Linked DNA regions of Mus musculus: regions 1, 2 and 4 are each linked to region 3. A link is a contact called in public promoter capture Hi-C data. All regions are on one chromosome and are shown on one strand. Each heading gives the region's core, a stretch centred on a gene start, on an enhancer-like site or on the middle of the called end of the contact. The rest is flanking DNA. Distances are from core to core; before and after follow the strand shown. Region 1 holds the start of Cracr2b (calcium release activated channel regulator 2B). Region 2 holds the start of Taldo1 (transaldolase 1). Region 3 holds the start of Ptdss2 (phosphatidylserine synthase 2). Region 4 holds the start of Slc25a22 (solute carrier family 25 (mitochondrial carrier, glutamate), member 22).

Region 1 (5,779 bases), core at 3,183-5,682, 330 kb after region 3:
GAGGAGGGCATGGGTCCTCAGGGGGGAAAACAAACAAACCCTAGATTCTCCTCTCTCTGGCCACCGTACTATTGTTCTGGGTCATCATCAAGGGCCTCCTAAGTGTCAGAGTGCTTGCATTTGGCAGAAGTGAGACCATGTCTTCCCAGGAAGTGGGCCCTCCGCTGTAAGCTACTGTTCTTGAGGGTGCACCTCTTGGGCTGAGCTGGGCTTCGTGGGTCTGCCCACCCACTTAGATCTGGCCAAGTAGGTGATGGTTGAAGTAGGTCAGAGTTGACCCTCCGTCTTCCCATGCTAGGCCACGTGCCATACCATGTTAGGCACAGTGACTCATGGGGACAGGCAGTTGGGAAATACCAGGCACAGGGCAGGTTTTAATCGCAGCTGGCCAGCTCCTGCTGTACGCCATCTCCAGGGTGGTGGTCTGCCTTCTTCTTTAAGTGGCAAAGTCCCAATTGTGAGCCAGCCCCCAGTGTGGGCATAGGTGTCTTCACAGTCAATGGAATGTCATCCATCTGAGTATATCCTGGGTGTGGAGTCCTGGAGGACAGATGGTTACTAAGCTGGGAATGCTGGGAATGCTGTCCCTGATCCCGGCCCTGCTCTCCCAGGTGAAGCAGGTGCCAACATTATTGAGGTGTCCAAGGAGGCCCGGAAGCGGTTCCTGGGTCCTCTGCATCCCTCCTTCAACCTGGTGAAGACCATCCGTGGCTGTCTACTAAAGACCCTGCCTGCTGATTGCCATGAGCGCGCCAATGGACGCCTGGGCATCTCCCTGACTCGTGTTTCAGACGGAGAGAACGTCATCATATCCCACTTTAGCTCCAAGGATGAGCTCATCCAGGTAGGCACTGCAGACACCGTGTTGGCGGCGGCAGGGAGTTAACTCAAGGCAGAGCCTTGTCTACTACCCTGTGTCTTGTTCTTCAGGCCAATGTCTGCAGCACATTTATCCCGGTGTACTGTGGCCTCATTCCTCCTACCCTCCAAGGGGTGGTAAGTATCTCTGCTTGGCCCTGCCCTGGAACGAGAAGCATCATGTACTGTCTCTGGGCTGCAGGAAAAGGGGGTGGAGGAGAAAGGCCACTGGGGTGCCTCTCTCCATCTTCAGTCCCTCACTGCCTGTTGCTTGACTTCTCATGACTCAAGATTCAGGGGAGTCTTGGGGAGGCTCAGATTTCCTCTGGCTGGTGCCCATCTCAACTCCATCTGTCTGGCCATTTGCTGAGGAGTCCCCAGTGGCCAATACGTAGTGGGCCAAAGGCTCAAGTGGAACCGAGTAGGGCTGCCAGGACACCCTGCAGCCCCTCAGTGTGTGACTATGAATGTGTGTTCTTGCAAAGCGCTATGTGGATGGCGGCATTTCAGACAACTTGCCACTTTATGAGCTGAAGAATACCATCACAGTGTCCCCATTCTCAGGCGAGAGTGACATCTGCCCTCAGGACAGCTCCACCAACATCCACGAGCTTCGCGTCACCAACACCAGCATCCAGTTCAACCTTCGCAATCTCTACCGCCTCTCGAAGGCTCTCTTCCCGCCAGAGCCCATGGTGAGCCCGCACACACCCAGTCCTGACTAAGCCAGCACCAGGGGAGAGAACCCTGGGGACCTCTGAGCCCTGGGATGACAGTGGGGCTTTTGGATGCTTTCCAAGGTTGGCAGGACTTCAAGCCAGGGCAGGTTGTTGGTGGAAGTGGCAGTTACAGGGACTCTACAGCAGTAATTCAACCGCACCATTCACACTGATTTATACCTCCGCCACAGGTCCTCCGAGAGATGTGCAAACAGGGCTACAGAGATGGACTTCGATTCCTTAGGAGGAATGGTGTGTGGGCAGCCCTGGGGTGGAAGAAGCTGGACCTGCAGTGCCCCCTGCTGGCCATAACCTCTGATGGCATCTCTCTGACCCCCCCCCCCCCCCCACAGGCCTACTGAACCAACCCAACCCTTTGCTGGCACTGCCCCCAGTTGTCCCCCAGGAAGAGGATGCAGAGGAAGCTGCTGTGGTGGAGGAGAGGGCTGGAGAGGAGGATCAATTGCAGCCTTATAGAAAAGATCGAATTCTAGAGCACCTGCCTGCCAGACTCAATGAGGGTGCGCCGCCACGGGGAGGGAAGCTCAGTTAGGAGGCCTAGGAGGCCCCCACTTCCCTGATTGACTGCCACCTTCCTCTCTGCAGCCCTGCTGGAGGCCTGTGTGGAACCAAAGGACCTGATGACCACCCTTTCCAACATGCTACCAGTGCGCCTGGCAACGGCCATGATGGTGCCCTATACTCTGCCGCTGGAGAGTGCAGTGTCCTTCACCATCCGGTGAGGGTGGGGAACGGAGTCTGGGGGAGGACACATCAACCGGTACATCAGGGACAGAGGTCCCGGATCATCCATGAGCAATGGGCTCCTTGGGAGATTTGGGGAGGATAGGTCTTCAGAACCTGGCAAGGGAGCACCAGATCCCAGCCTGGTGTTTCTGAGCTCATGCTCTCGGTGCTCCCTTCTCAGCTTGTTGGAGTGGCTGCCTGATGTCCCTGAAGATATCCGGTGGATGAAAGAGCAGACGGGTAGCATCTGCCAGTATCTGGTGATGAGGGCCAAGAGGAAATTGGGTGACCATCTGCCTTCCAGGTGAGCTGCTCTGACCGCCTGGCCCCCTGGGTCCTGAGTCTTGGAATGGCAGATCTCCACTAAGCCTTCCTTTCCTCCATGTCTCCTCCCCACCTGCAGACTGTCTGAGCAGGTGGAACTGCGACGTGCCCAGTCTCTGCCCTCTGTGCCACTGTCTTGCGCCACCTACAGTGAGGCCCTACCCAACTGGGTACGAAACAACCTCTCACTGGGGGACGCGCTGGCCAAGTGGGAAGAATGCCAGCGTCAGCTACTGCTGGGTCTCTTCTGCACCAATGTGGCCTTCCCGCCGGATGCCTTGCGCATGCGCGCACCTGCCAGCCCCACTGCCGCAGATCCTGCCACCCCACAGGATCCACCTGGCCTCCCGCCTTGCTGAGAATCACCATTCCCACATCGCCCGGCTACCAGCCAAGCTCCAAGTTGTCCTGCCCCACTAAGAGGAGCCCCGGGGTGGAACAAGATCCTGTCTGCCCCGGCTCTCCCCCTTACATGCTGTGGAATGAGGACATAGGACCCTGCACAGCTGCAAGTGGGCTTTCGATGTGAAACCTTTCACCAGCCACTCACTATGCTACTCCTGGTGGGGAGGGATGGGGAGTCGCCCTCCCCCGGAGCCCACAGAGCCCTCCCCCGTCACGTCACCTGTGCCTTACTCCTGCCCACCACCTTTTCAGTGCAGGGTCAGTCTTAAGAACTCCACATCTGCTGCTGCTCCCTGGTGTCCAAGTTTCCTTGCAGAGTGTGTGAAGAATTATTTATTTTTGCCAAAGCAGATCTAATAAAAGCCACAGCTCAGCTTCTGCCTTCCTCACTTCTGCATGTTACCCTTGCCTCCGACTGTGGTCAGCAGACAGAGCTTTCTCCCAGTGAACTGGTGTCTCAGTAGCTAACAGTTGGGCTTCACGGGGTTCTCTGAGTCCTGGCAGCTGGGGACCGTCTCCTAAGGTCAGTCCTCTGGCAAGGACACATGTAAGCTGCTCTGTTCTCTCTGAGGCTTGCTGCCTGTCTCTTGGGCCAGCAGATATGTTTGGGAGTTTGAGCCCCTTAGTATCGATAAAAAAACTAAAGTGGTGGGTTAGAGTTGCTCAGCCGTTGAACAGCTGTCTAATATGCACCAGGTCCGGATTCCATCTCAAGCACTAGGGGGAAAATGTTTACAAAAGGTGTCACCCACACATCCGCTCCTCATGTGACACAGCGAGTGAGGGCGTGGATCCCTGTGAAGGGCGAAGCTTCTGGAACTGCGGTCTGGGGACCCGGGAAGATTGGTTCCTGACCCATACTGGGGCATCTTGCCCAGAACTTTGTGCTTGGCTCCTCTTTCTTGGTTGTCACATGCTCCACTGCCAGGTGCATATGCCCTTTCCTGTACTGTAACCATACCTGCTTCCCGCCAGAACCTTGGGAGAGATCAGAAGTACTGAGGCAAAGTAGAGTTCACCATGGTTTCCTGAAGTATCCTGTGCTGTGTTTGTGTGTGTTGTAATAGTCTTGGAGGAAGGGGAACTCTGAGTGGGGGTGAGCTTAACTGTCCAGTTGGAGGACTTAGCTTAGTCCTCCGAGCTCAGCACCCACTTGCTCCTCCCAAAGGGGTGGGCTTAGCTGTCTATTTGTAGAACTTAGCTTAGTCCTCCGAGCTCAGCACCCACTTGCCCCTCCCAAAAGGAGCACAGTGGCTGCGGTTGCAGCCCCTAGCCAACAATAACGGTTGTTCTGGTTATGGGACCTGGGACAGCAGGACTGGGCGAGCCGGCCAGGCAGGTCCCTGGCCTAGGTGCCAGGGGCCGCCCCTTGTCTCCAGGTCCTGTCCCATACAGCAAGCCTGTTGTGGTTCTGCTTGAGACGCACAGGGCCCCCAGCGCCTCTGCAGCCTGTGATAGCCAGGCCAGCTTTTCAGGTCAGTTTGGGGGCTTGGTTGGGGGCATACTCTTGGAAATAGATGGGTTTCCTCTTAAGTAGGACTTTGGCAGCATCTTCAGAAGTTCCTCTAGGCCCAGAGAAGCCCCCGATTAGGACTGTGCCCCATGAGGAGTGCTGAGGGCAGACTGAGGTGGTCTCGCCCGGTCCCATACTCACTTCCCCCACACAGGAGAGCTGCTAACTTATATGTCATTCTCTAGTATTAAAACTTAGAAGACTCTAAATTGGGAAAGTAAAGAAAAGAAAGTCTAGTGTCCACAGCCCTGGATACAGCCACTGAAAGTATTTGGTTTATTTCCTGCTCCGCATTTTCCTACACAACACTTCTTGGCACCCTAAGTCTGGATACTCCGGGCGGGGTGGGGGTTGGCATCTGCACCTCCCCAGCCTTGATTTTGTTCTAAAAGGGTCTTGGGGGGAGCTGGGGAGATGGTGGGAGTGAGGGATACAACTTTGCTGCCCCCTGTGGCTCTCCGGGGAGAGCTAGCCACTCTGGGTCGGGTCACCAGGATAAGAGAGGCGGGACAAAACTACAGCAGCGCTCTGGTGGAGGATCCACCCGGACGTGCTATCCCGGGGTCTCCGGGCCTGTAAGGCCGCAAGGTCGCTCTGGGTACGCGCCCCTCGCGGGCTATCGGGGTCCAGGCAGGGGCGGGGCGCGCCGCGCGCGTTTCCGGGAGGAGCGGCCCGCCTGCGGCAGGTGCGGCGGCGCGGCTCGCAGGTAGGCATTTATTTGCTCGCAGGTCCCGCGACTGGGGTCCCAGCGCCGCGCCCTCTGGGCTTCCCCACCCCCAACCCCGGGCCCCTAGCTCCAGTGGTCGCACCTTCCGAGCGCTGTGTAGAGCAGCCATCGCACGCATCTCTGTCTGGAACGGCTGTGTTCCTCGGGTGAAGGCAGCTAGCCCAGACGTGCGTGGATGAGATTTGCCTGTGGGCCCACCCGCTGCCTTTCGTCTGGACTCCCTGGAGCCTGGCGGCAGCGCGGCTTCCGGCCAGGATGGACCTCCGGTCCCGAGGAACACTGGAGCGGTTGGTGGGGTGGTGACCGTGCCTGGTTGAAGTGAGGGTAGCCATCAGGGGTGCCAATGATTACTCCAGGTTGCCCTACCATGCTCTTCCTCACGTTTGCTTGTTGTTCCTCCTCCCACCCCCCGAATATGGGTAGGGGGAAGATGACCTCAAAGACTGAAAAGTGAGATAGGAATCGGTCAGTGTCACCGAGTTGTAG
Region 2 (5,314 bases), core at 799-3,298, 260 kb after region 3:
CTGGGGCCTTACAAGGGAGGAGTAGGTGGGAGGTAGTCCCTCAACTCAAGGCAATAATTGTCTCAACAGATATGAACAAACACTTACCCTAATTAGGGCACTGATAACAGACCAAAGGAACAACCGAGTCCTTGTTCAGCTTGGGGAACCAGTGAATGATTGTCACAGGAGCATAGGTGACACAAACATCTGCTTCCCCAACAATGACCACCCTGGGATAGGTGGTGACTTCCTGAAAGCTGATAGGTGGAGCCCCCTTCAATTAGCCTAGTCCTCTAGCACAATGGTTCTCAGCCTTCCTAATGCTGCAACCTTTCAATGGAGTCAGTTCCTCCTTTTGAGGTAACTCCCAAAGATAAAATTATTTTTATTGTTACTGCATAACTGTAATTTTGCTACCATGATGAACCAAAATGTAAATATCTGATATGCGGGCTATCTGATATTTGACCCCACCCACAACCACCTCTGCAAAAGGGTTGTGGCCCACAAGTTGAGAAACACTGCCCTAGAGGCAGCCTCTGTGGCCCCTAGTATATAAAAGTCCATCTTCCAGTGAACTTGAATAGAGTCAGCTGGAGCCAAGTATGGTGGCCCCTGCCTGTAATCTGAGCACTTGGAAGGCAGGGGCAGGAAGACCAAGAGTTCAAGGCCAGTCTCCTTTCAAAGAAAAATCTATTTTTAAAAGATACTAAAAAAAAAAAAAAAAAAAAAAAAAGTGTGTTGGTTACTTTTTTTTGTCAACTTGACACAGCTCGGATTTTGCAGGAGGAGGGAACTTCGAATGAGAGAATGCCTCTGTCCTCAAGATTAGCAAGTCAGTCGGCAAGGCTTTTTCCCTTTGGCGAGTCTGGAGCTCCCTATGTAAACCAGGCTGGCCTTGAATCCACCTGCCACTGCCTCCAGAATGCTGGGATTAAAGGTCTGTACCACCTTGCCTGGCTCCGTTTTTAAGAAAAAATTAATTTTAAGATTAATGATTGATAAGGGAAAGCCCATAGCACCACGGTGAGTGGTGCCATCCCTGAGCAGGTGGTCCTGGAAGTTCAGGGCTGTAAAGAAAGGAGGCTGTGCAAACCAAGGGAGGCAAGCCGGTGAGAAGTTTTCTCCAGGCGCCTTTCTTGCAGTCCTTGAGTGATAGATTGTTACTTGGGAGGGTAAGGTACAATCAACCTCGCCTAGTTGCTTTGGGTGGTGGTGTTTATCACAGCAATAGAAAGCAAACTAAGACGAGTGGTAAACAAAATATTAACAGAAAATATCCGGCATACACATATATGTGTAATAGCTTGAGCCAGCATATTCAAAGAACTGCAAATCAATAATGGGAACACTGTAAAAGAAACTGCCCTTACTATTTTTATTCATGACTGAAGATTCAATTCCCCATCTCAACTTTCTCAAACTGCTGCTTATTCCAGACAGACTTCCAGCCAGGGGAGATGCAAAATCATGGGCAAGGGAAGGATCACCCAGCAGCTTAAGGCAACACCAGAACCACTCCATCTGGGAAGCGGAAACTGGTGGCTTTGCCAGAAGTCGCCCATGGGGCCATACACCTGTATTGATTCTCAGACTGTGCTTTAGCTTGTCTGCCTGTAAGCAGGGGCTGCACCGAGCTTGACTTATCGCGATCAGCAGAGAGGGCGCAGCTCCCAGTCCCTAAACTGGGAGTAGGGGAGTCCCACAGCTGGAGAAAGGGTGCACTTCTGAAGCCCCTGTAGGGAATGCACAGTTGGAGGCAAGGACCCGCTCAAGGATTAGCATGGGTGTGGAGCGAGAGCGCTGCCACCCATCCATCCGTAGTCCGTGGGGTCTGAGGCTTACTGAGCGCGCGTCTCAGTAGAATCCGTTGTCTGTTCATTCTACGCATCCGAGCTCTAGAGGGGTACAAAGAATCCACTCTCCTTGGACTGGTAGAAACTAACCACTCGCTACTGGGGAAGAGAACTCCGACCGTGACACGGGGCGTGGTCTATGGCAAGGTCTCCAAGTACATGGGCGGGGCTCGTCGTCAGGCTTCATTTAGCTTTGCTTTGATTGGCCAGGACGCGCGGGGCATTGTGGGTTAGCACGCACCGGCTACCGCCTCAGCTGTTCGCGTTTCGCCATGTCGGGGTCCCCGGTAAAGCGCCAGAGGATGGAGTCCGCCTTGGACCAGCTCAAGCAGTTCACCACCGTGGTGGCCGACACGGGTGATTTCAATGGTAAGAGGACGCGGTGCATGCGCCCTATTTAAGCTGCTGCGCCCCCAATTTTGGAACCAGCACCGGTGTGGGTGTCAGGGGCGGGGCCTCGCGGGCGCTGGAGCTGGGATTGGTGAGTTTGCGGAACCTTCAAGGATCAATAGCTCCTGGGCTATTGGTGACCCTGGGAGCCCGGCGCGAAGCCTCGGTGGGTAGAGGTAGTCCGAGAAAGTCTCCCTGACCCGGGGTGCCCCCACCCCTACTCCCAATTCCCTACGATGACACAGGCTCAACTTTGGAGCCAGTGCAGTCTGCAAGACTGGACACCATCTGCTTTTTGCAGCCTGTTGCACTGGTTTTCCACATGCAGCTGGTTACTCTCTATGGGCAGTACACAGCATGGCTGGAGTCAGACCAGTTGCACACACTAAATCAAATGGTTATCATTGTCATACTTCCTTCTCTTTTGAGACTGGGTCTCACAGTGTAGCCACAGGCTGTTCTGGAACTCCTGGTAATCCTTCTATCTTAGCCTTAGTGCTGGATCAGGCAGTGCCACCATGCGCAGCTCCAGTACTCAGATTTTCCTGGACTTGGTAGGGACGCGGAAAACAGGTGGAAAGACTTGTGCTGTTAGTCTTGCTCTCATCCTTGGAGGGTGGTGGAGGTGATCTCACATGTGCTGTGAGAAAGACTTTCAGGAAATGCTCCGTGTGAGCTCAGTACAAAAGCACTTCTGCTCTTTTCTGCTTTCTCACGGTGACTTGAGAAACAGGCTTTAATTCCTCATGAGTAAGTGCATTGTTTATCTCTCAGAGAGTCGCAGAGAGTGATTAGGCATATTTGGGCTGCTTAGCTATAAAGGACAGACTTGATGTGGGTCTAATAGCAAACCCGTCTGACACAAGCTGTGTTCGTCAGCTTCCAGAAATCCATCTGGGAGTCCTAAGGTTTTTCCACTGTGTGTGTAGTGCAGAGTTTACCGGCTAATGTTTGTGAAGAGAGCAAGAGACAGGCATGGTAGCTCACACCTGCATTTGGGAGGCAGAGGCAGGCACATCTTTATGAGTTGGAGGCCAGCCTGGGCTACATGGTTCCAGGCTAGCCTGAGCTACATAGTAAGAGCCTGTCTCAAACAACAACAAAGAGCCAAAGAGCACATTCATTGACAGTGTGGCTTAAAACAAATAATTATAAACATTGTCAGATTCAAAATCTATTTTATATACTTTATTTATTCAAAGTCTTTTTTTTTTTTTTGTCAGATGGTAAAGGTTTCTTTTGGTGTTTATTTGTTTGAAGACAGGGTTTCTCTGTGTAGCCCTGACTTTCCTGGAATTTGATTTATAGACCAGGCTGGCCTCGAACTCACAGAAATCTGCCTGCCTCTGCCTCCTAAGTGTTGGGATCAGCATTGTGCACCACCCCTGCCCAGCTGTGGTGAGGGTTCTTCACCCCTTGGGTATCACAGGCTCCTGAAAATAGAGTTTCCGAACGCTTTTGACCCCTTTCATTTTCCTCTGAACCTCAGGGTCTTTGGGCCTTAATGCTCAGCTGGGGGTGGGGTGGGGAGGAGAGGGGAGGGGAGGGGAGGGGAGGCTAGAGCTCAAGCTCTGACATCACACCTGCTAAAACAGCTGCCACTCAACTGTGTCCCCAGCCCTGGGTCTGTAGGGTTTTTTGTTTGTTTTGTTTTTTGTTTGGGTTTTTTTGTTTGTTTGTTTTTTTCGAGACAGGGTTCTCTGTGTAGCCCTGGCTGTCCTAGAACTCACTTTGTAGACCAGGCTGGCCTCGAACTCAGAAATCCACCTGCCTCTGCCACCACTGCCCTGCCAGAGTCTGTAGTTTTATATGATAAAAACTGTGTTTTCTGTGCACCCTTCAGTGGATTCACACCTCAGCCAGCACCACTCCAGAGCACATTTTCCCCTACTTACTTCTTATTTTGAAATAACCTCAAACTCCTGAGATGTTGCAAAAGTAGCCCATACACCCTTTGCCCCGTTTCCCTAGTGATGTCCAAATCAGGAAGCAAGACAGCAGAACGAGCCACGCATTGCGCTGCCTGCGGGCTAGGCCTGCTCTGGTTATCTCTGCAGCTGTGTCATAACTCATAGACTTAGGCTGTCACCGTGACACAGAGCTATCCTTGATATCAAAAGACATTATGTGCCTGGTGGTGCAGACCTATAATATAACCCTAACACTGGGGAGCAGGGCAGGAGGACTACGAGTCTGAGGTCACCCTGTGTTGTTAGCTATATAGGATCCTGGTATGAAGGTCTGGAAAAGAAAAAGCAGGGGTGCCAGGCGTGGTGGTGCATGCCTTTAATCCCAGCACTCAGGAGGCAGAGGAAGGCGGATTTCTGAGTTCGAGGCCAGCCTGGTCTACAGAGTGAGTTCCAGGACAGCCAGGGCTATACAGAGAAACCCTGTCTCGAAAAACCAAAAAAAAAAAAAAAAAAAAGAAAAAAAAGAAAAAAAAAAAAGAAAAGAAAAAGCAGGGGTACTTTGAAATTGGCAAGCTCATGTCCTCCTGGCCTGGCAACTGGACATCTGTGCATCTGCTGTTCATGTGCCTGTTCATTTGGATAACTGAGTTGATCCTGAAGAAAAATAACCAATATGTTAAAGGAGCCAAAACACATGGGCATAATATGGCGGGCCCCGCCCCCCACAAGTGAGGTTAAAGAGACAAAACATGTCTGCCAGCGGTTTCAGGTTAGAGCGCCCCCTGCTGGCTGTCGGGCAGTAGGACAAGCTTGTGGAGCATGTTTTTCCAGCATCCATAGTTCCAGTCCTAGTGACTGCACATCGGCTTTTATAGGGAATGATGGTTCTAGGGTGCTTAGTTTTTGTTGTTGTTGTTTGTTTCTTTTGTTTTGTTTTGTTAGATAGTGTCTCACTGTGTAGGCCTGGCTAGCTTGGAACCTGCTATGTAGACCAGGCTGGCCTCAAACTCTGGATTGTTTTTTAAATTTTACTATTTAAAATGTTGCGATTTTTTTTTTTTTTTAAAAATCACATACTGAAATGGTTTGTTTGCTTTATTTTGAGACATAATCCAATGTAGCCCTGATTGTAGACAAAGTAGGCCTTGAACTCACAGATTTCAAGACACAAGACCT
Region 3 (5,892 bases), core at 1,762-4,261:
CTTTCTTTCTTTCTTTCTTTTTTGGTTTTTTCAAGACAGGGTTTTTCTGTATAGCCCTGGCTGTCCTGGAATTCACTTTGTAGACCAGGCTGGCCTCGAACTCAGAAATCTTCCTGCCTCTGCCTCCCAAATGCTGGGATTAAAGGCCTGTGCCATCGCGCCCGGCTGGCAGGCAGATATCTAATAGAGGCCAGCTTAGTCTGTAGAGTGGGTTCCAAGATAACCACCACTACAGAGAAACCCTGTCTTGGGGGTGGGGGTGGGGGTGGGGTGAAGAATTAAAAGGCACAAGCAGGGGCAGGGGGCTGGAAAGATGGCTCAGTGGTTAAGAGCACTGACTAAACTAACTCTTCAGGAGGTCCTGAGTTCAATTCCTAGCAACCACATGGTGGCTTACAACCATCTGTAATGGGATCCGGTGGCCTCTTCTGGTGTGTCTCAAGACAGGGACTGTATGATCATACATAAAATAAATAAAAAAATAAAATCTTTTTTTTTTTAAAGGCACAAGCAGTAGACTTGGCTGGTAAAGAAAGGCTTTTATTAGGGTGAAGAAGCACACGGGGTATTGGGTTTCAGACTGGGGGTGGGGGTGAGGGGGATGGAGGGGGACTGACTGATGCTGATGCTGTGAGAACCTGAAGGCCAGATGGGCTTTGTAAATATGTACCTCAGCCCCTTATCCTAGGTCTGAAACCCAGCATCAAGGTACCAGCTGATAAGTTATTTCTCCACCAGTGAAATGAGCCAATTCAAGCCAAATTAAAGTACATATAAGCACAGGTACACTGGGAAACTGCTCTTGGATAGGAGGGTTCACTGGTACCAAGGAAGGGGGCTAGGGAAGTCACCATGGAAAGGGAGAGAGCAGGGAGTAGGAAAAGAAAGAGAGAAGAGTGCATGCAGAGAGAGGGAGGGTAGAGAGATAAGAGGGAGAAGAGAAGGAGGAGGAAGAAGGAAGAAAAAGAAGAGGAAAAGGAGAAGGAGGAGGAGGGGGGGGGTGGGGAGGAGAGACCAAAATATCTGGCTAAAGGGCAGCCCAGCCCCTGAACTGGAAAGTTCAGAGTAGCAACGTGGTATGCCAGGTAGGGACTGAGGGATGCTGGGAGAACCTGGAAGCTAGATGTGCTTTAGTATGTAAAATATGCACTTCAGCCCTTGTCCCTGGGTCTAAAACCCTGCACAGGTCACCTAGAAAGACCCTCTGCAGATCTAAGGGGGCCTTCAGGAGCCCCTCTGAAGCCCTTTTTTGAAGTCCCTTTGAAGGCTGGGTGGTTGTTTGTTTGAGACAGGATCTCACTATATATCCCAGGCTGACTTGAACTTGCTATGTAGATTAAACTAACCTTCCAAACTCACTGAGATCTGCCTGCCCCTGGGACCTGGAATGAAAGGTCTGGACTACTGGTGCCATCCATACCCAGCAACACAGGCTGAGAGCTCCAAGGATCTCTGGGGGGATGGGGGGTCTTACTCCTCTAATTTATGGTTTGTCAGTTTGAACAATGACAGGGAGGCTGACAAACCCACGACTTTTGGGCAAACATGTCCTGATCTGGCCTTGAGCTTGTCTGGACTGGTGACCCTCCTGGTGGAGAAAAGGTTCACCAAGGCCTTTCTTTTAAGCTGCTAGACTTTTATTTCAGGTAAGGAGGGTGAAGAAGAAACCAAGAGTCTGCCATCTTATTGTTTATTTGTTTGTTTGTTTCAAGATAGAGTTTTTCTTTGTAGCCTTTGTTTTCTAGGATCTCATTATGTAGACCAGGCTGCCCCAAACTCACAAAGATCTTCCTGCCTCTGCCTCCTGAGTACTGGGATTAAAGGTGTGGGCCACCGCTACCCGGCTGAATTTTGTCATCTTCAATATCCAATAGGCTCTCTCTTCTCTGTCTGCCTATCAGGGAATCTATCTAACTCCTAATCTCACGTGAAGGATAACCACAGACTCCCTGATATATATACCTCCACCTCAAAGTGCTGGGATTGCAGGCTGGTGGCACCACAAGCCAACACATCTGAGAAAACTGAAGAAGGACCCACACTCTCAGACAAGAAGCCCATTCCCTACCTCTGGCAAAATGTAAGTACTCTCAGCAACTAACCATACCAGTTTCAACTATCCAACTTGACTGGTCCTGCTAATTTAGTCATTAATTTTTATTTACGTTAAAGTTTGAGACAGAGTCTAGCCTTGGCTGATCTAGAGCTCACAGTGTGTAGACTTGGATGGCTTCAAACACATATAGATCTTCCTGCCTCTGATACCTGAGTGCTAGGATTAAAGGACTATGCCATCATGTCTGGCAATAATTTATCTAATTTATCTATCTATCTACATCTATTTATTAGTGTATAAGTGTTTTGGTTGAGTGTATGCATCTATACACCAACTGTATACAGTGCCCTAGATACTAGAAGAGGGCATTGGAGCCACTGCTGCTATGTGAGAGTGGAAACTGAACTCCATCCTCTAGAAGGTCAGGCAGTGATCTTAACTGCTAAGCCATTTCTCTATCACTATTTCATCTTATTTATTTATTCATTCATTCATTCATTTTCGAGACGGTTTCGCTGTGTAGTTCTGGCTGTCCTTGAACTCACTCTGTAGACCAGGCTGGCCTTGAACTCAGAGACCCGCCTGCCTCTGCCTCCCAAGTGCTGGGATTAAAGGCATGGGCCACCAGTGCCCGGCGCCTCCTTTTTTTTTTAATTCAAGGTTTGAATAACTCAGGCTGTCCTTGGATTCGTTCAATCCTCCTGCCTCAGCTTCCGGAGTTTAGTTTGCTTGGCAGGGCTGTCTACCACAACAGTTTAGGTTGAGTCTCTTTTGCGTCCCTATCCCCAGAGATTATATGTCTTCGGAACTTTATCAACACCAGCCAGTGCCAGCCGGCTTGTACAGTCTCTGTCAGGCGGAGCACGCGGCCGGTCTCCTAGCAACCGGACCGCGTCCCTCCCACCGGGCAGTTTAGGGCTTTCCAGCGCCCAGCATGCCCTGCGGCCCGGCGCGCACTACGCGTCCCACAATGCCTCACGGCCCCGCCCCACTCCCGCGGAGACCCCGCCGGGCAGCACTGCGACCCCAGCCCACCGCCTGCAGCCTACTGGGCTGCGCAGGCCGGGCGCCATGCGGAGGGGCGAGCGCAGAGTCGCCGGAGGCTCGGGATCTGAGTCTCCGCTGCTCAAGGGCCGCCGCAGCACCGAGTCTGAAGTCTACGACGATGGCACTAACACCTTCTTTTGGTGAGGGTCTCCCCGCGTCGGGGCAGGAGTTTGGGACAGACAGTTTAGATTGGAATCGGGAACCGTCAGGGCCTGGATCAGCCAGGGGAGCGCCTCACTCCCTCCGGCCCTCGTGGAACCCCCCGTGGTCGTCTCCGTATGAGATGTCGAGTGTTTTTTCGGATCGGAGGAGCCCCGGGATGAGCTCTGGAAGGCCTGGCCACTACATATTAGTGACTTTTCAGGTTTCCCTTTCTGGGGGATAGCTGTTGTTCCCCTGCTCTTCACCCGTAACGTTGCCCTGAACTGGCCTGGTGGGCATGGCATATCTGTATGGTAGATTTTCCTCACAGCTACCCTTTTCAGTGACCCTTGCTTGCACAACTCAACCTCTGACAAGTTTTGGGGTCAGGTTGCCCCGTCTGCCTTTCGTGGAGTTGAGTGCGTAGGAATTGCAGGTGTTTTGCTTCTTTGAAGGACCATGCCACCGCCCTGGCTGACCAGGTGTAATCCCATGACCTTGGGCTAACCCTTCACCTTTCCTTGTTTGTGAGAAGGAGCACGCTTCATGAGAGGAATGGCTTTGCTTTTATTTCAGGCAGCCAAGTTTCTACCCACCTATGCGACACTGGAGTCCCAGGGTGGGCCCTACAGGCAAGTGACACCCAAGTGCACAGAAACAAATGTGTTCCCACTGGAGGGGATGTTAAGTGGAAGTTGCTCTGAGAGAACAGAGCTGTGGCAGTGTCCAGAACACATTTGATCAGAGAGAATCCTGGTCTGGAAGTGTTAAGATAATTCAGGAGAAGGTGCCATCACACAGATAGGGTCCTCCAAGGGACTCTTGTGTATGTCAGCTTGTATCTCTGGCTTGCAAGTGGGAGTGGTAACTGAGGCACTGGTGAGATACAGTTGAAATAGCAGGAAAGTGGGTTGGGTGTGGGAGATAGCTTTGCATCTGGACCTTATACTATTAGCACCTTCCCTGGGTTATGGACAGCTTCTGCAGTGAGAGCCAACCAGAGCTGCTTTTCAATATGATTCCGTCTAATGACTGTGAAAACATTAGAGGGAAAAGAAGCAATCCCAGCACTTGGAAGGCAGAGGCAGGTGGGTCTCTGTGAGTTTGAAGCGAGCCTGGTTTACATAGTGAGTTTCCAGTACAGCCAGACCCTGGAGGGAGCGAGAGAGGGAGAGAGAGAGAGAGCGCGCTTGGAAGCGAGCATGGGGCAGTTGAAGTTGTGGGTATGGTGCCAGAGCTAGTGCCGATGGCCTTCTTTGACCTTTGAGGTCCTTTGGACATTAAAATGGCCTATAAGTCGGGCTGTTGCAACCCCATAAACTAATCTGAAGACTGATCCCATACCCCATTCTTCTTGACTGGACATAATGGCCTCTAACCCCATAACTGACCCCACACCATCTCAGTCATATCCTGGATGACAGGACAAAGAGGAATGATGCTTACAAAATCCCTGACCCACACCTGGTTTTTTGTTTTCATAAACCGTGCACTGCCTTACTTCAGGGCCAAGAGATCTTTGTGGCAGGAGCCTGTTCCTGGTTGCCTACTTAAATAAAGGACTCCAATTGGCCTTACATTCATAGCAGTCCGTGAATTACTCAAGTGGGTTTTTAAACATCAATTCTCTATCAGGTAGCCTCCACCATGGCTCTTGGACAGGAGAGAGGCGGGACTGTCCTTCAGTGCAGGTGACGGCCACTGGACTGAGAATTCTGGAGTGTGTTGCTGGCTTGCCTTTCTTGCTTTATAGTCATTTATTCATTCAGCCATTCTTCAGTGTGTATTTTGGGGACTTTTGCTGAGTGTCATTACTATCTTAGGGGATAATATCAGGAAACTAAACAAGAGCTCTGATTCTGGCACAGACCTGGAACTTTATTTATATAAAGTTTTATTTTGTGTGTATTGATGTTCTGCCTGCATGTGTGTGTATAAAACCTGTATGCAATGCCCCTAGAAGCCAGAAGAGAGTGTTGGGTCCCTTGGAACCATAGTTCCAGACGGGAGCTGCTGAGTCGATGTTAGGGACCCCATCTGGGTCCTCTGGAAGAGTAGCCTGTGTTGTTAACCTCTGAGTCAGGGCTCCAACCCAACCCCCTACCACGGGATCTCACTTTCTTTTCTTTTCTTTTCTTTTCTTTTCTTTTCTTTTCTTTTCTTTTCCTTTCCTTTCCTTTCCTTTCCTTTCCTTTCCTTTCCTTTCTTTCTTTCTTTTTTTTTTTTTTTCCCCAGATGGGGTTTCTCTGTATAGCCCTGGCTGTAATGGAACTCACTTTGTAGACCAGGCTGGACTCGAACTCAGAAATCCACCTGCCTCTGCCTCTGCCTCCCGGGTGCTGGGATTAAAGGCGTGTGTCACCACGCCCGGCTTGGATCTCACTTTCTAACCCACTCCCACCAGCATGGAATCTGTGACAGTTTGAGAATTGGTAGTCTATTCTTGGGTCTTAGAGCATGGTGCTTCTAGTGAGCCATCTAGGAGAGTTGGGGCAGAAATCACCAGTACATCCGTAGCAATAATTTCTGCAGCTTCAGATATAAGTGATCTATCACTGTGGGCTAGGGCTTACCTAGACTTGCCCACATTTAGTAAGCATGATTTGATAATTCATACTCTTTTGACTATCAGATCAACAAGCCAAGAA
Region 4 (6,086 bases), core at 1,889-4,388, 310 kb after region 3:
TTTTTCAGTGGGATGGGTGGTAGTGGTTTCTCCTTTGTGGAGCTCCTGGGCGGAGCAGGCCCAGTTCCCTAACAGCTCACTGGGTCACGGAGCCCCTTCCCTTAGAGAAGCAAGATTCCCACCCACACCGAGCTGGTTGCCCATCTTCCTGTCAGCTTCCCAGGGATGTGTTTCACTCCCAAAAGACACAGGAGCCTAGGAATGAGGACTTGGGGAAGAGAAGACAAGAATAAATGGTGTAAGAGGGATGCTGGCCTCCTGAAGCATCTGTGGCTGGTATACCCCATAACTTTAGAGAGGGAGAAGGGGCAACAAGAGCCTGCCTTGGGAGAGGGGGGAGGCATGAGGGACACAATCATAAAAACCAGTCCTGGTCCTTCCCTGTGTCTCTTCCCGAGCCCTCAGAGGTCAGCTGTCACACACAGGCTATGTATCCTCAGTGCTGCCACATGGGGATCACATGGCTGCCTCACGCTAAAAAGCCCCCAGACGAGTTGTGACTCTGGATCTACTACCCGCCTCTTCCCCCACAGTCCACGGGGTTCCGCTCACCCTGAGTGCACCCCAGAGTGCGGACAACTGCTCCTCCACCTCCGCCGCTCCAACAACTACGCTCACCGAGGAGATAAAGAGGCTGGCCAGGGGGAGGAGACAAAAGCCTACGGGGATTGGCGGAGGGGCGGGGCGGGGCGGGCCTTGGGGGGAGGACTTTCTCTTTCATTTTGGGCTAAATGGTAATCTCTGCAGCTATGGGAAAAGGAGAGAAGGATAAGACAACTTCTGGGGTTCTGGGGCTGGACCCAGCCTGGATGCTAAAGAAGGAACAGACTAGCCCTGAGAACCAACCAGGTTGCCTACCCATAGGGACTCCAGCTCCGGGCCACTCAGTAGGTTTCTATCTGGAATAAGCACAGATCTGTCTACAGCCCTGGAGCCCCAGGGAATGGGATACCCTGTATGGACCCATCAGTGCTTTTGAGAAATGGGTCAACAACCAACCACTGTGCTGTGAGATCTGAGTGTACCTATCAGGGAACTTCAGGTTAGGGCACAAGAAAGTAGACCTGTCCTCTGGAAAGGACAAGGAAGGGATGCTTGACCCTCAAAGGCCACCACCACCAAGCACAGCAGGCCCTGCTCACCTTTTGGGACCAGAGAGCATGGAGGCGGTACTCCAGGTGCCCTCTGACCTCTGCATACGAGGGGTCTCAATGGAAGAGTGCCTGTCCCTCCTAGCCCTTGTGTGTGGCGCAGGCCTGACCTTTGAACTGTAGTCTGACTTCTTGCTCTCCACGCCATGCTCCAAGTGTAAACTAGATACAGCAGCTCTCCGCTACTCCATCTTTAGGAGAAGCCCCATCCTTCCTTATGCCTCTACCTTCAGTCTGCTGTCCCTGAGATGCTATCTCCTACATATCTGCGACCTGGGGACTTGGGTATTGTGTGTATCCTGGAAGTCAGACAGACAGTCTGAAGTCCATGGGGAAGAGCCAGGTAGGCACTGAGATCCCCAGGGCTTAGTCAGCCCTGTACCCTGAACTAAACAAAACAGGCGGGACACCAGAGAGAACAGTTGCTGAGCTGAGAGCAAAGGGGTTCTGCTGCCTGGAGCACCACACAAAGGGAACCGTCTGGTCTGTTTCCCGCCTCCCCCACCCAAAGAGTTTGGTTTTGATATAGGATTTTTTGAGACAAGATTGCTCTGGTTGAACTCACTGTGTAGAACATGTAGACCTCAAAGTCAGAGATCTGCCTGCCTCTGCCTCTTGAGTGCTGGGATTAAAGGCATGTGCCACCACCACTCCTGGCTTGTGTGTGTTGTGTGTGTGTTCTTTAATTCTCATCAGTTTGAGACACATGTCAGGGCTCCCTCGATGCTGTCTATGTTACCATAGAAACCTGATTGTCCAGTCAGGCCACTGAGGATCCAGAGCTTTCTGCCTTCTTCCCCTGTCAGGCCACAGGCCAACTGAGAAAAGCCCCGTTAGCATACAGAGGCTAACAGCTCCATACAGTTTCTTCCTCAATTTTCATGAATAAAGCTGCCTGTTTCCTACCTAAAAGAAATGCTGGTGACACTGGAGGCTCCCTCCTTTAATCCCAGCCCTCTGAGGCAGAGGCAGGTGGCTGTCTGTGAGTTCAAAGACAACTTGGTCTATAGAGAATTCCAGAACAACTAGCTCCACATAGAGAGACCCTGTCTGGAAGAAAGAAGGGGGGGGGGGGAAGAGAAGGGAGAGAGAGAGACTGGACTGGGGTTGAGCCTCACCACTTGAGTGCCCTTCCCCCAATCCAGTCTCCCTTGCCCCTTCCTCTTAGGGAGGTTAGCTTTGTCTTGCTAGCTAGGAGGACCACAAAGAGGTTTCCCACAGAAAGGTACTCCAGCTGTCCTACAAAGGAAAAGCAGTATGGGGCACATCCTCTGTTCCAGGCCAGATCATGCCCTTTACCCCAAGGTCCGGGCTCAGCTGGCCTCGTTATCTCCAGACAGACAACGCGGACTCTGACCATATACGTGCCCACGCAAGTCCAGTGGGCTCTCACGTGTGCAGCACCCCCCACCCCTGGCAGAAATAACTCCAGCCTCGGCTCTGGAGCGTCCACACTGCTGGGACACGTGTGCGCGGGGAGCGCGCCCGGCAGAGCCGGGACCGAGCACGGCCTTCCACACCCGGAGACAGCCGGTCGATGTACCCATTAGGTTCAGGCTCCGCCAAAGCCGCAGTGTCTGAGCAGATGTCACCTCTCCCAGCCACCAATGCCACCCTTTTTCCTCCCTGCAACCCAGCCAGATTTGAGTGGGCGCCACGGGAAATGACCGGCTAGCACTCACCACACTGCAGCCGCCGGGATCGCTTCCCCGCTGTGCCGCGCGCGGGGCCTGCACCTAGGCGGGGAGGCGCGTCTCTCGGAGGCGCGCCCGCTCCGCCCTAAGTTTTTGCTGCCTTCGGCTCCCCCTCCCGGCCGGCGTGGCCACTACCACAGCCTCAGGCCACCCTTGAGGGAGTGGGCTTTCTGGCGTATCCCTAGGCCCTCCTTGTTCCTATCTCAAAGCCCTGAAAGACTGAGAATAGGTAGGAGGGAAGCATGGGGATGGGACGGTCTGGGGAAGGTTTGGTCCCGGAGCTTTAGGAGAGATGCTCCTTAGACACCGCCCATAAGACTCTGGTGGGCAGGGCTTATGCAGCATTCTGTCACAGATGACTTTGTATCCTTACCTGCTGCAGGGTTACTATGTAGAATAGTTCCTCCCCACCCCTGGGGAATATTACTCATCAGTGCCTAGAGATGGCTCACTGAGCAAAGGTGTTTGCAACCAAGCCGAGTGACCCCGAGTTCATTCACATAGACGGGGGAGAATGATCTCTGCAAAGGTATTCTGTCTCACACACACAATAAATAGCTTTTATTTTATTTGTATGGATGTTTTGCCTGCATACTTGTCTGCACACATGTGTGCCTGGTGTCTGTGGGGGCCAGAGGAAGGGGCTGACCCTTCAGAACTGGAGTTACAGATTGTCATGAGCCATCAGGTAGGTAGAGGAAACAAACTAGGTTCCCTGAAGGAGCAGCTAGTGTTGTTAACTACTGAGCCATCTCTCCCTCCAGGCCTTCTCTGCTCCCATCTTAGCAGAAGGGCCTGGCATGGTAGCAAGTATGGGCAACCTGCTCTCTATCCTTTATGTAAAACAATCTCTGAGATGTACTCACTGTGAGTTGGAGGCTAGCTTGGGCTAGACAGTGAGTGGGTTTTTGTATGCTGGGGCACTGGAGCACACGGGTGAGGTAGAAGGATAGGGCTCTGCCCACTGGTCGAGTCAAGTTTAAAGCTATCTTAATTAAGTCTGTAAGCCTAGGCCTGTGCAGACTCTGGAGTCTGTGAAGCCGAGGTGCCAGGCAGAGTAGAATCCTCAGGGGCCAGCCCTGTGCGTCGAATGCTGTCCTGGTACTTGTGGCGGCCAAGCTCCAAGATGGCACGCACCTCTTCAGCCACATCCCGCCGATCACTCTGTTCCAAGGCCTGTACCAGGTGTCCCACAGCTCCAGGCTGTCCAGTCTGGCGCTCAGCCCAAGAGAAGAGCATGTGTCGGACCTGGCCATCCAGGTCATCCCTGGAGGGGTGGTGATGAAGACGTTTGCCCAGGAACACACACAGAGGCTCAACATACCTCAAAAGTTCCTTGGGCTAGTGACCAGACCCTCCTTTTCCAGGCTGGTATTTGCTCTATCCCCACCTCCTTGAAATCTTTCAGCTAATGTGCAGGGGTGGAGGGTGGGGGAGATGTCAGCCTTGAACCTGAAGCTGGGAGTCAGCAGGATCACTAGAACTCCTGAAGCTCACCTGAATTCATGCCGGATACGCTGTAGCTTATGGTAGGGCATGCCTAGGTGCAGGGCCACAGCTGGCCAGTCAGGACCTAGGCGTGAGGCCACACTCAGCAGGTTGCTCTGAGTCAGGAATCCAGTTTCTGCATCACCCAGGTTCAGAGGCATCAAGGAGAAGTCAGTCCCCTGCCCACTCCCCTGGGCACCCCGGAGTCTCTGTCAGGAGGCAAGGATACAGAAAGCTTGGACCCATTCTCTTATCTTTGGTCACCCTGGGACTGTCTCCTCTTGTCAGCTGAAGCCTCTGCAGCCTCACCGGTAGCTTGATGGGCAAGGTGGCCATCCACAGTGCATCTGTACCCTTCCTCTGCCGGGCAGCCTCTGCCTCTGCAGGTACCTCCACAGGAAGTGAACCCCGATAAAAGGACACCTGAGGAAGGAGCATGCGGGGTTCAGAGCTGACCTCGGATCCAGGCACCTCAGTCCAGGATCCTGACACATGAGCCCACCTGTCCTCGAACATCCTGAGCTTCCCGGTCCAAGGCTGTGGTGATGTATACCTCCTTTACGTTCTTCAGGTGTGAATAGAAGACAAAGCAGATTCTGCCATCCACACAGTCTGGACGGTCTGGTGGGGGGGGCGGGGGGTTGGGGGAGGCAGGGGGGAGAAGCAAATCAGTAGGAGGGGCCAAAGTGTCACTCCCCAGGGCACCCTGGAAAAGAGACCTACCTGCATCTACATCAATGCCCCGCTCAAAGGCTGCAAAGAACTTCTCACCCTCAAACATCTCCACAGTCTCAGAGGGTTCAGGGCCACGGTAGCGAACCAGCAGCCGACTCAGGGTGGCATCTACCTGTGGGGCACCCACCAGGGATCAGAGGCCAAAGCTTTGTACCCAGCCTGGCCTTCAGGTCACCCCTCTGTCTTCCTGCTGCCCCACCTTGTTCCGTGGCAGGCACTGCAGCAGAACCTGCTCAGGGTCTCGGCGCCTCTGCAGTGCAATGAGATTCACACGGTGCAGTCGCAGCCGTTCCCAGGCCTTCCGGGCCAGGCCCCCCACACAGGTTTTGGTGGTATACCAGAGCCAGTACCTGGAAGTGCCAGAGTTGAGGTGTGGCCATACAGAGGAAGGGCAGAAGGGGTCCTGCGGAAGCTAGGGGACACTGACCAGGAGAAGTGCGTGACCTGGAAGCGTGCATACAGGTGGGTGAATTCCAGTGCCACCTGAGTGGTGATATCATCCCAGGTGGTTGTCAGGGGTGTTCGGTAGAGCAGATGCAGGTGGGAGCGGTCTAGACTGAAGCCTGGATGGAAAATGACAGAAGGCTGAAGCCCCTCTGAATGCTATTCCCCCCTCTAAGCACCCACCTTTAGTCCTGTGGCGTGCAGCTTCACCTGTAACGCCAGGAGGCAGGGGCAACTGCACAGTGACAGGTTGTAGGAAGCTGGGGGGGCCGCTCTGTGAAAGGCACAGCAGAGGGCTTACTGATGCCTCTGATTCTTCCAGAAGGGTTCTCAGCTCTAGTCCAGCCATATGCACTACCTAGACAGAGAACCATTTCAGTGCCCTCCTGTCTGCTGAGGCACCACCTCCCGCCACCCTTGGTACTACCCTGTCAATACCTGCATGGAGACTTGCCGAGGCTCTTCTGTAACCCCAGGGGGAAAAGTGACTCTGACCCCAGGATGACCTGAGGAGCAGAGAAGTGCTCCCTCTGGTGGCAAAAGGCAAGTGTTGGATACTGGGCGTAAAACGACC

The links. Promoter capture Hi-C pulls out the DNA fragments that hold promoters and counts their contacts. Capture Hi-C pulls out chosen DNA fragments and counts their contacts.
Region 1: a promoter capture Hi-C map of erythroid cells shows a contact between it and region 3, with 2.8 times the contacts expected there. The contact joins the promoter of Cracr2b here to the promoter of Ptdss2 in region 3. A contact is called at or near these places in 2 of 39 promoter capture datasets (erythroid cells and pre-B cells), 1 of 484 Hi-C or Micro-C datasets (cerebral cortex), 4 of 115 datasets of contacts at active chromatin or transcription factors (embryonic stem cells, memory CD8 T cells, microglia and 1 more) and 2 of 9 other capture datasets (adipose tissue and macrophages).
Region 2: a contact with region 3 is called in a promoter capture Hi-C map of adipose tissue. The contact joins the promoter of Taldo1 here to the promoter of Ptdss2 in region 3. A contact is called at or near these places in 6 of 39 promoter capture datasets (the C10 cell line, cranial neural crest, hematopoietic stem and progenitor cells and 2 more), 5 of 115 datasets of contacts at active chromatin or transcription factors (the SCID.adh cell line, embryonic stem cells, large pre-B cells and 2 more) and 3 of 9 other capture datasets (adipose tissue, liver and pancreatic islet).
Region 4: a promoter capture Hi-C map of liver shows a contact between it and region 3. The contact joins the promoter of Slc25a22 here to the promoter of Ptdss2 in region 3. A contact is called at or near these places in 2 of 39 promoter capture datasets (the C10 cell line and pre-B cells), 2 of 484 Hi-C or Micro-C datasets (CD8 T cells and embryonic stem cells) and 2 of 9 other capture datasets (adipose tissue and liver).

What each region holds. Positions count from the first base shown.
Region 1 is chr7:141,456,662-141,462,440 of GRCm38.p6, forward strand. It overlaps Cracr2b (calcium release activated channel regulator 2B), which reads left to right and starts at 4,433. Exons shown (of 10, transcript NM_001025103.2): 1 at 4,433-4,528. It overlaps Pnpla2 (patatin-like phospholipase domain containing 2), which reads left to right. Exons shown (of 9, transcript NM_001163689.1): 2 at 612-844; 3 at 931-996; 4 at 1,344-1,553; 5 at 1,769-1,829; 6 at 1,931-2,098; 7 at 2,184-2,316; 8 at 2,506-2,628; 9 at 2,728-4,082. The coding sequence ends at 3,007. It overlaps Gm10575 (predicted gene 10575), which reads right to left. Exons shown (of 2, transcript NR_152219.1): 2 at 4,820-5,602.
Region 2 is chr7:141,390,112-141,395,425 of GRCm38.p6, forward strand. Taldo1 (transaldolase 1) reads left to right here and starts at 2,049. Exons shown (of 8, transcript NM_011528.4): 1 at 2,049-2,207. The coding sequence starts at 2,111.
Region 3 is chr7:141,128,275-141,134,166 of GRCm38.p6, forward strand. It overlaps Ptdss2 (phosphatidylserine synthase 2), which reads left to right and starts at 3,012. Exons shown (of 12, transcript NM_013782.4): 1 at 3,012-3,243. The coding sequence starts at 3,128.
Region 4 is chr7:141,434,736-141,440,821 of GRCm38.p6, forward strand. It overlaps Slc25a22 (solute carrier family 25 (mitochondrial carrier, glutamate), member 22), which reads right to left and starts at 3,139. Exons shown (of 10, transcript NM_026646.3): 1 at 2,834-3,139. It overlaps Pidd1 (p53 induced death domain protein 1), which reads right to left. Exons shown (of 16, transcript NM_022654.2): 8 at 5,951-6,086; 9 at 5,723-5,870; 10 at 5,496-5,631; 11 at 5,268-5,418; 12 at 5,057-5,180; 13 at 4,836-4,954; 14 at 4,643-4,756; 15 at 4,343-4,542; 16 at 3,378-4,112. The coding sequence ends at 3,854.